Regions from separate parts of the Pan troglodytes genome. Here regions 1 and 3 are each linked to region 2. Evidence: chromatin contacts called from public Hi-C and HiChIP or PLAC-seq data. All regions are on one chromosome and are shown on one strand. The core of a region is the stretch at or near the end of the contact, and the rest is flanking DNA. Distances in the headings are between cores, read along the strand shown. Region 1 has its middle 59 kb from the start of EEA1. Region 2 holds the start of NUDT4 (nudix hydrolase 4). Region 3 holds the start of EEA1 (early endosome antigen 1).

Evidence for each region. A called contact is a pair of places that touch in the nucleus more often than the background predicts. HiChIP or PLAC-seq counts read pairs in DNA pulled down with a chosen protein or histone mark.
Region 1: a contact with region 2 is called in a Hi-C map of stem cell-derived neural progenitor cells, with 4 times the contacts expected there. The contact joins the enhancer-like site here to the promoter of NUDT4 in region 2. A contact is called at or near these places in 3 of 7 Hi-C or Micro-C datasets (induced pluripotent stem cells, a lymphoblastoid cell line and stem cell-derived neural progenitor cells) and 1 of 1 datasets of contacts at active chromatin or transcription factors (stem cell-derived excitatory neurons).
Region 3: an H3K4me3 HiChIP or PLAC-seq map of stem cell-derived excitatory neurons shows a contact between it and region 2, with 6 times the contacts expected there. The contact joins the promoter of EEA1 here to the promoter of NUDT4 in region 2. A contact is called at or near these places in 1 of 7 Hi-C or Micro-C datasets (stem cell-derived neural progenitor cells) and 1 of 1 datasets of contacts at active chromatin or transcription factors (stem cell-derived excitatory neurons).

Annotation. Positions count from the first base shown.
Region 1 is chr10:99,814,666-99,817,365 of NHGRI_mPanTro3-v2.0_pri, forward strand. No RefSeq gene overlaps it. Among named protein-coding and RNA genes, the nearest start is that of EEA1, 59 kb to the left of the region's middle. Within about 2 kb of position 1,301, at least 6 of the 24 cell types and tissues checked have an H3K27ac peak or open chromatin away from gene starts, as enhancers often do. A contact at or near this core is called in induced pluripotent stem cells, a lymphoblastoid cell line and stem cell-derived neural progenitor cells, where this site is marked.
Region 2 is chr10:100,212,720-100,215,419 of NHGRI_mPanTro3-v2.0_pri, forward strand. It overlaps NUDT4 (nudix hydrolase 4), which reads left to right and starts at 1,351. Exons shown (of 5, transcript XM_001136251.7): 1 at 1,351-1,922. The coding sequence starts at 1,824. LOC134807501 (a long non-coding RNA gene) reads right to left here and starts at 1,042. Exons shown (of 3, transcript XR_010148119.1): 1 at 941-1,042.
Region 3 is chr10:99,755,985-99,758,684 of NHGRI_mPanTro3-v2.0_pri, forward strand. EEA1 (early endosome antigen 1) reads right to left here and starts at 1,307. Exons shown (of 29, transcript XM_522610.9): 1 at 981-1,307. The coding sequence starts at 1,004.

The DNA of each region.
Region 1 (2,700 bases), core at 51-2,550, 400 kb before region 2:
AGTCTCACTATATTGCCCAGGCTAGTCTCAAATTCCTGGCCTTAAGTGATCCTCCCACCTCGTAATCTACTTTTTGGGGACTAATGAGGTGTAGCCAAAATACAACATGTGGGAGGCAGTAAATGTAGAGATTAGGAGTAGATTTGGCAAGCCAGACTGCTGTGGTCACACCCCAGCACAGAATTTATGAATCCGGCTCCTCTCCATTCAAATCTCTGCTAAAAATCACCTCCTTCTGGAGGCCCACCATGACTATTCTATTTAATACAGCTTACCCCACTGCCCTATCACTCTCTACACCATTCTCATTTTATTATGCTCAGAGTATCTATTATTCTCTGAAGAAGCATCTCTTAAAAATCTAGCTGGTAATCTTCTTTCCTTATTAGAATGTAAGCTCCATGAGAGCAGGGATCTCTCTGTATCAGAATCTGTATTGTGCTTGGTAGGTAGTTGACTCAATAAACATTTCTGAGTGAATGAATATATTATACGGAAATTGAAGAATACAAGCTTCTCCACATAAGCACGTGGCAGAAAAGACAAAAAGAGAGGTAGAGAAAAAGACTCTCTTTTTATTTAAGCTTCCCTCCCCTGTTGAAATCCACTACTCCAAAAAAGGGAGACACTGACCAAAACAGAAACAAAAGAAACTAATTTTTGGTTTTTATGCTTCCTGATAATTTAAGGGATTTTCATAGATAGGTTTGACAAATGCAATTTTTTTGCCTTAGGCACTGGCACTAGAAACTATTAATAAACAAGATTGGCCTACAGAGGGTGCTAGTTCACTTCAAAAAAGTAAAAGAAGTGCATGTGCTTTTCCACTGGGTCTGGGAAAGAGTTTACAAAACAAGCAGAGACACAGCTTAGTAACAACTAATGAAACGTCTAAATTGCCACATTTTGCTTCATAATCAAAGTTTAGGAAAAAAAGGAGGAATCTGTGAAAGTGCCAGAGGCATTCAAAGACGTCCCCTGAGGAAAAGAATTGGCATCATTTTTCAAATGCAAAGAGAAGCCAAGCTAAGAGAAGCATCCATTTAAAAAGTTTTTTTAGTTCTTATTTTTGATAGAGAAGGGGTATCACTATGTTGACTGGCCTGATTTTGAACTCTGAGGCTCAAGGGATCCTCTGCCCCTCAGAGTGCTTGGATTGCAGGTGTGAGCTACCAAGAGAGGCATCCAGAAGTTGAAAAGACTGAATCTGTTGTGAAACAGAAGACCCAGGTCGGGGGAAGTTAAGTTGCCAGCCCTGGAGGGAGGAGAGGTGACAGGCCTCTGCCACATTCCACCCCCACTTCATGCTGGGACATGGGGACCTGGAGACCTAGTGTGAGATGCCTGTAGACTCTGTAACTGGAGGAGTGTTCTGACAGCTGTGTTTCCTGAAACTGAGTCTTGGTTTCAGAGTTCAGCAAGGGATATGCATGGTGGTGGTAGCGTTGGGACAGAAGCGGGGCACTACTTGAGAGTTTTGAAATATGTAATTTGTCACAGCAAGCACAAGGGCAAGTGAGCCTGGCAGGAGGGAGGAGCCTCTTCAAAGTCTGGATCTGCAAAAAAAAATCTTCAGAAGAGGAAATGAAACAAACAAGCGAGTTCTTAAAAAAGCTTTTGAGCTCTCTAAATGAGCAATAGTTGAGGCAGCTTTGATAGTCCAAAGCTAACCTCAAGGCTGGGATTCTTTTATTTATTTATTTATTTATTATTTTGTAGAGATGGGAAGGGGAGGGGTCTCACTATGTTGCCCAGCCTTGTCTTAAACTCCTGGCCTCAGGCAATCCTCCAGCCTTGGCCTCCCAAAGTGTTGGAATTACAGGCATGAGCCACTGTGCCAGGAAAAGGTTAAGATTCCTTTTTTTTTTTTTTTTTAACTTCAAGGCTGAGATTCTTAATCCTAGTACTCTAGACGTCATATTCCAGTGATCAGATGCAGAATCCATAAGTGCTCTGACAGGTCTTATCATTATGTGTGGTGTTTTCACTTAGTGAGTGCCCTTGTTTTGTCAGTTCAAGGTGGCTTGCTTAGTTACTTTATTGTAATGTTCAATGGCTAAACTTTAAACAAAAATCAATAAAGGGCAAGGAATGAGTTTGCAAAAACTATCAGCCACTTCCCTCAATTTAATTGTAAAATCAATCAAATCTGTTTTTTGGCACAGTGCAAGGAAAACATCTATTTGTCCAATAAACTGTCTCATTGATTAAATGGTTCATTTGGAAGAGATAACAAAAGTCTAAGATTTTAATCTCAAGGAAAAATGTATCTTGCAAACATGTTTTCAAGATCCTGAGATCATATTATTTTCCTTTAAGGATTTGCTTCATCCCAGGTGTTCATCTAATCCTACTTTTGCTATTTTTAATCATTATTCATCTATGTAAAATGGAAAATCTATTTAGATGCTTAAAAGTCAACGTAAGCTCACAAACCTGAATTTCAGCAACTAAAAAGGGAGAAGTAATAATGATTCAGTTCTTACTGGGAGCTACTTTATACACTATTTTATTTGGACCTCATAACAACTATATGAGAGAGAACTGTGCACTCTCTGCCAGGGGTTAGGGTTAACATAAAGCCAAAACCCAGGCAGGTCAGGAAAATGAGCAAAGCAGGCCAGTCATGAGTGTTGTCACCTTACAAGGAGGTGGAAACAATGTTTCCGGATCCTGTTTCTTAAGAGAAGCCAAAAGATT
Region 2 (2,700 bases), core at 101-2,600:
TCTGAGCTCTCCAGTCGTCCCCAGCCTCTCAGTCAGGCCTCACAGGCCCCTCTGCCAGAGGCGGAACCAGCTTCCCTCCGCTCTGCAGCCACACTGGCCTTTTCTTTCATTTCTGAGAACTCTCCTCACTCCCTCCCACTTTGGGCTCTGCAGAAATCCCAGTTCCCTTTGCCTTGAAAGCTCTTGGTCAATTTAGCTCCTCCTCCTTCAGCCCTCAGCTCCTGCCTTGCTGCCCCAATAACCTTTTTCTGACTGCAGATCTGGTCAAATCTTTGTCTGAAACCTTAGAGCCCATTACATTTGTAGTTTTACGTGTACACGTGTGATCATTTAATATTTGACGGTTTGCTCTCAGGTGCCTACGCTCCTGGAGAGGCAGGGGCTGACTGGTTTTGTTAGATGCCAGTGCCTGACACACAATAGGCCCTCAAGGGGTGAAAAACCAACCAACCAAGTCAGGACCCAAGCAACCTGGGCCTCTGTGGAAGGGCAGAATGGCCTGAGTTTGGGTTTCTCGAGCTACCTCAAGATCAGGCCTCCTGGCTCCTATCTTAGCCCTTCTAACACTCTGAAGTGTAGAGGTTGTTTGTTCCAAGTCCCCAAGGTACTGTAAGCTCCCAGATAGCAGAAATCCCATTATATTTTAGTGCTGGGGCCCCAGCATCCAGCTGTGCTGTTACTTAGCATGAGATCCACATGAAAACCATTTCGCAACTATTAGCCATTGCCAGTATTAATACTTTCCGGAAGGTGGCACAAAGTGGGGGATGTTACAGACAGCTTCAAAGAAATGTTTAAGCTAGAGTTGACTCTTTAAAAAATACAAGCCATCCCCAACCAAAGATTAAAAATTTAAATACAAAAAAAAAAAAAAGGAAATTTGCCTACCCCCCATTTGTGAAAACAAAGAAAAAAAAAAAAAAACACTTAACGTCTTAACTTTTCTAGGCCTTCACTCTCGCCTCTCCCCGCGCTACACGGGCGAACTCTGGACGTATCTACACAGTCACCGCGGAGTCTGCAATCGCCGCGACGTCCCCTGGCATTTCTTGGCCAGGCTGCAACTTTGGTGACGGTGTATGTAGTTACATCCCCTGTAGTGCAGCTGGTATTTAGGGTCCTCATTGGCAAAGTTGAGGGTATAAGCAGGGAGGGAGGGGACCTTGGCTTCTTTCCATTCACTGGCACGTTTTCGGGGCACGGTCATCCCACGCTGGGCTCCAGCGCCAGTCCCAAGGCCTCGCCGAACTCCAGCCCGGGAGTGCGCGCGGCCCCGCCCACCAGGCGGCCGAGGTCCCGCCCCTACCTCCCCCGCCGCACCTACCCACCCACCCCATTGCAACGGTCTCTGCACGCAGGCGCAGTGGCGCGCGGGGGAGGCGGGGCGCGTGTGGGCTTCACTTAAACAGAGCAGAGGGGGCGGCGCGCGGTCGCCGCGGTGCTGCTGCTCAGTGGGAGCGGGTCTTCGCAACTGTCTACGCGTGGCGCGCGCCTCTAGCCGCCCTTCCCCTGGCGGCTACGGCCGGAGGGAGCGGAGGCGAGCGGGAGTCGGGCTCCATGGAGAGCGGCGGACAACTGGGCAGAGGCGGAGCTTTCATCTCGGCACCCTGGTTCCAGTGACCCGCGCTAGCGTCCCGTCCCGCCCGCGTCGGAGCGGCCGCCGGCCCCGGGACTGACCGGCCTCGCCGCACCTCCCGCACCGAGTAGCGCTCCCGGGCGCCCCTGCGCCCGACTCGCCCTCGCCCCCACTCCCCGGCGGGGTGGCGGCGGCCGGGCCCCCACGGCGGCGGCCGGAGCAGCAGCAGCAGCAGGAGCCCGCCTCTATGATGAAGTTCAAGCCCAACCAGACGCGGACCTACGACCGCGAGGGCTTCAAGAAGCGGGCGGCGTGCCTGTGCTTCCGGAGCGAGCAGGAGGACGAGGTAGGGCGCCCGGCGCCGCACGCTGCCCTCCGGGGCGCCGGGGTCTAGGGCCCGGGTGCTTCCCCTCGCTCCCCGCCCCTGCGCAGGCTGCGGGGCTGGGAGGGATTAGCCCTCTTCCTCCCTCCCTCCTTTCCTCCCTCACTCCTTTCCTCCCTCACTTCTTCCTTCCTTTCTCTGGGCTGATAGATGAGACAAAGGGGGCTCGCCCAGCCCCAGTTTCTCCATCTGGGCACTCGAGAAGGCTCCTGGTCCCCGGGAAGGTCCCGGGCCGTGTAAGTCTCGCCTAGCGGGAGTCACCATCTTAACGTGCGAATTGAGTTGAAAGCCGGATAAACCTCGAGTGCTCAGCGAGAGGAGGGTGGAAATGGCGTGAGTGTTGCAGCAGAGCCCTTGTGCCTCTTTTACATATTTTCCTTCCATGTTACAGCCGTTTGCGGTCTCGGATTCGATCTAAGCATGTTTGTGGAGTAACAGACAGTCCTCGTGCTTGGAATTGAGTGTAGTCTTGGTAATTCTTGTGGGTCCATGAACCCGCAAGCTGTTGGCATAATTATGCCTCATTTTTAAAACGGCCTTCCCTTCTTAAAGTTTTCTGACTGCAGAAAAATGGTTAGTGAAAAATGTGGAATAATGCCAAAAGGGAGACGATGGACTAGAGATGGGCAAAGCTGCCATTTTCAGACAGTAATCTCCAGCTCTCAGCTTATGTGTAAAGGGTTCTTTGCGTCTGGCTTGACATCTGGAAAGGAGTAGCCTTTCTCGTTCTAAGAGCAGTCGT
Region 3 (2,700 bases), core at 57-2,556, 460 kb before region 2:
ATCCTACTCCCTCGGTAAAGAACTAATAGGCTTGGCACCTACTTTTCAATCATTTACATTTTGTTACACCCTATCAGCCTCAAAAAGAAAAGAAAAAAGCTATACCAAAAAAAAACAAATTTAAGTTGACAGGTACAATAACTCTTATAGGAAAAGAGATGTGAATTATGTTATTCTAGTAACTGATTCTTAAATGATACACCTACAGTTTTCTAATGCTCTAATCTTTCTATCCTCAAGGTTTTCCAGATTTCAGAGACAGCACAGGCAGAAACTAAGTGTATACCACTTGATCAAGCTTACTGCGGATTTATTCTTGGATAGCTAAAATAAGGTAGTGGGGCTTGGACAGAAAACATATTTTTAATTAAAAAAAAGTTTCCAACAGTGAGTAACATCTTCCTTCTCGGCTGACTTTGCCAGTGTCAGTCCCACGCCTGGGCCCAGGCTAGGCCGGGGCTCACCACACCACCCTCCACTGTGGTCCAAAGGAGAAAGCAGGGCCGTGTGTGGCAGGTGCGCGTCGTGTCAAATTGGGGGGCACGGGGAGTGCGGCGGGTGGGGAAAGGCGAAGCAAGCTGCCCGAATCTCCCATGGGGCGTTCTCCAGCCCGGCAGGCGGCGGCTGGCCCGTCCCACGGGCACCAACTCTCCATTTTCACTCCCACTCAGGGTTCCCGGGAGGAACGCGCCGGCACCACACCCTCCAGCTCGCAGCCCGCTCGCACACACGGAGCCCCGCGCCGGAGCGGGCGCCAGGCCTGGACGCGCGGAGCCACCAGGGCTCTGCCTGCCGCCCCGCCGCGCCGGCCCCACCCGCCCTCCCCGCCCCCGGGCCGGGCGACCGAGGCCTAAGCGCCTGCCGGGCTGTGGGGCCTAGGGAAGGAAGGAGCCCGCGCTGAGGAGGGGCGCCCGCGCCGCGGCCCCGAGCTCCGGCTGTCCCGCTCACGTGCTGCGGGAAAGACGGTTTCACTCTCTTACCCTCTGTAAAATCCTCCTTAACATGGTTTAACCACCACCCGGCGCCGCCGCGGTGACTCTCCAGACCCTGCGCGGGGCCACTCACTACTCGGGGTGCGCGGGCGGGAGGGACTGGGCCGGGAGGGGACCGGGAAGGAGGTCGGGGCGAGGCGGTGGCGACGGCCGCTCGGGCGGCCCCGACTTCCCCACAGGCGACGAGAGGGAGCACGCGAGAGAGAGCGAGCGAACGACTAGGCAGCCTGCGAGCGCCTCCAGCCCGCCCGCCGGGCAGCCCCCGTAACTGACAGATGGGCGGGCCCGCCCGCGGCCGCCGGGGGGCGGGGCGGTGGCGGGCCCGCCCCTCGCCTGTCCATTCGCGGGAGGCGGGGCTGAAGGGGGCCGGTCCAGGCCAGCGACCAATCGGAAGCGGTGGCAACGTGGGCGGCTGCGTGACAGACAGGCGGCAGGACGCTGTCGCCGCAGCTTCTTCCGGCTAGCTGGGGGACGCCGAGGCTGCGGAGTGCACGCCTGGGCTCCGTCAGAGGGCCGCGCCCGCGCGACGACCGCGTGCCCGCTAGTGGGAGGCGGGCGAGGACCCCTGGGGGTGTCCCTCCCTGACCCAGGCGGGAGGAGGGGACGCCTTAGGCTGTTTTGTAAAATGTGTCGGTGTGACCCTTCCGGCGATTGCTCCTGACTCGACGTGGTATTGAGCCTGAGCTATATGCTAGTTTCTGCTGGAAACGCTGACTCTGCCTCTTAGCCCCTGGGTTGAAGCCGACTAGAGAATCTCAGACGTGCTTAACCGGTCTGTTGGGCTTCCCTGCCCTTTTCCAGTCCCAGGTTTTCTTTCCCTGCTCCCTTCCTGCTTCTAATTTCAGCCAAAGAGAAAGCAAAGATTTAGAAAAGAAGGGTAGGAAGAAGCTGGAATTTGAATTGGCAAGAGAAGTTTGAGGTTGTCTTTTCTAGATCAAAACAATTTTTAATAGGCTGATGTTCACATGTTGCACTTTCTAAAGCCCGTGCTTGACCTCCTAAGGAATTTTAAGTCCTATTCTGATAATCGATTTATGAAGTAAATTGTCATTAACGCCTCTGTTTTATAGATTAAGAAGAAAATGAGGTCACAGATAAATATCGTGCCAAAACGACGTGGACTTTGAACTGACCTCCAGGCACGATGTCATTATTTAACTCGAGAAATCACAGCTTCTGCGTCCTACCATTCTGCCAATATTCACAGCCAAGAGGCTCAACTTAACACCCTGGTAGAAAAAGAGAAGCCTTTAATATTGCTTGAATAGGGAAGGAGAGGGAATAATGGAACTAACCTTGCTGGGAGGGAAAAAAAAAAAAAAAGAAAAAACCAACAGACCACTGAATGAAGCCTATGAAGCAATGAATGGAGTGCTTTTTGGAAAGCACTTCCAGATCTTTTGAAAAGCAGCACAAAATTAAATATTATTTGCAAATCAGTTAATGAATAGGAAAATGTTTTGTAAAGTATAATGCATTATATAATGTAATATGATATTTCTATCCCAAATATATTTGGGTTTTTATTATGTGTGTGTGTGTCTCTCGATGGTGCAGCAGCACAGTCATGCCTACAGCTAATATATGAGTAATCACTAGTGATAATGCACTCACAAAGCACATACTTTTCCATCTTTCTAAACATGAGGTGCTTTATTTTCAGACAATATGGGAAACATTCTCAGCGACATGGGGTGATAAAAGTGAC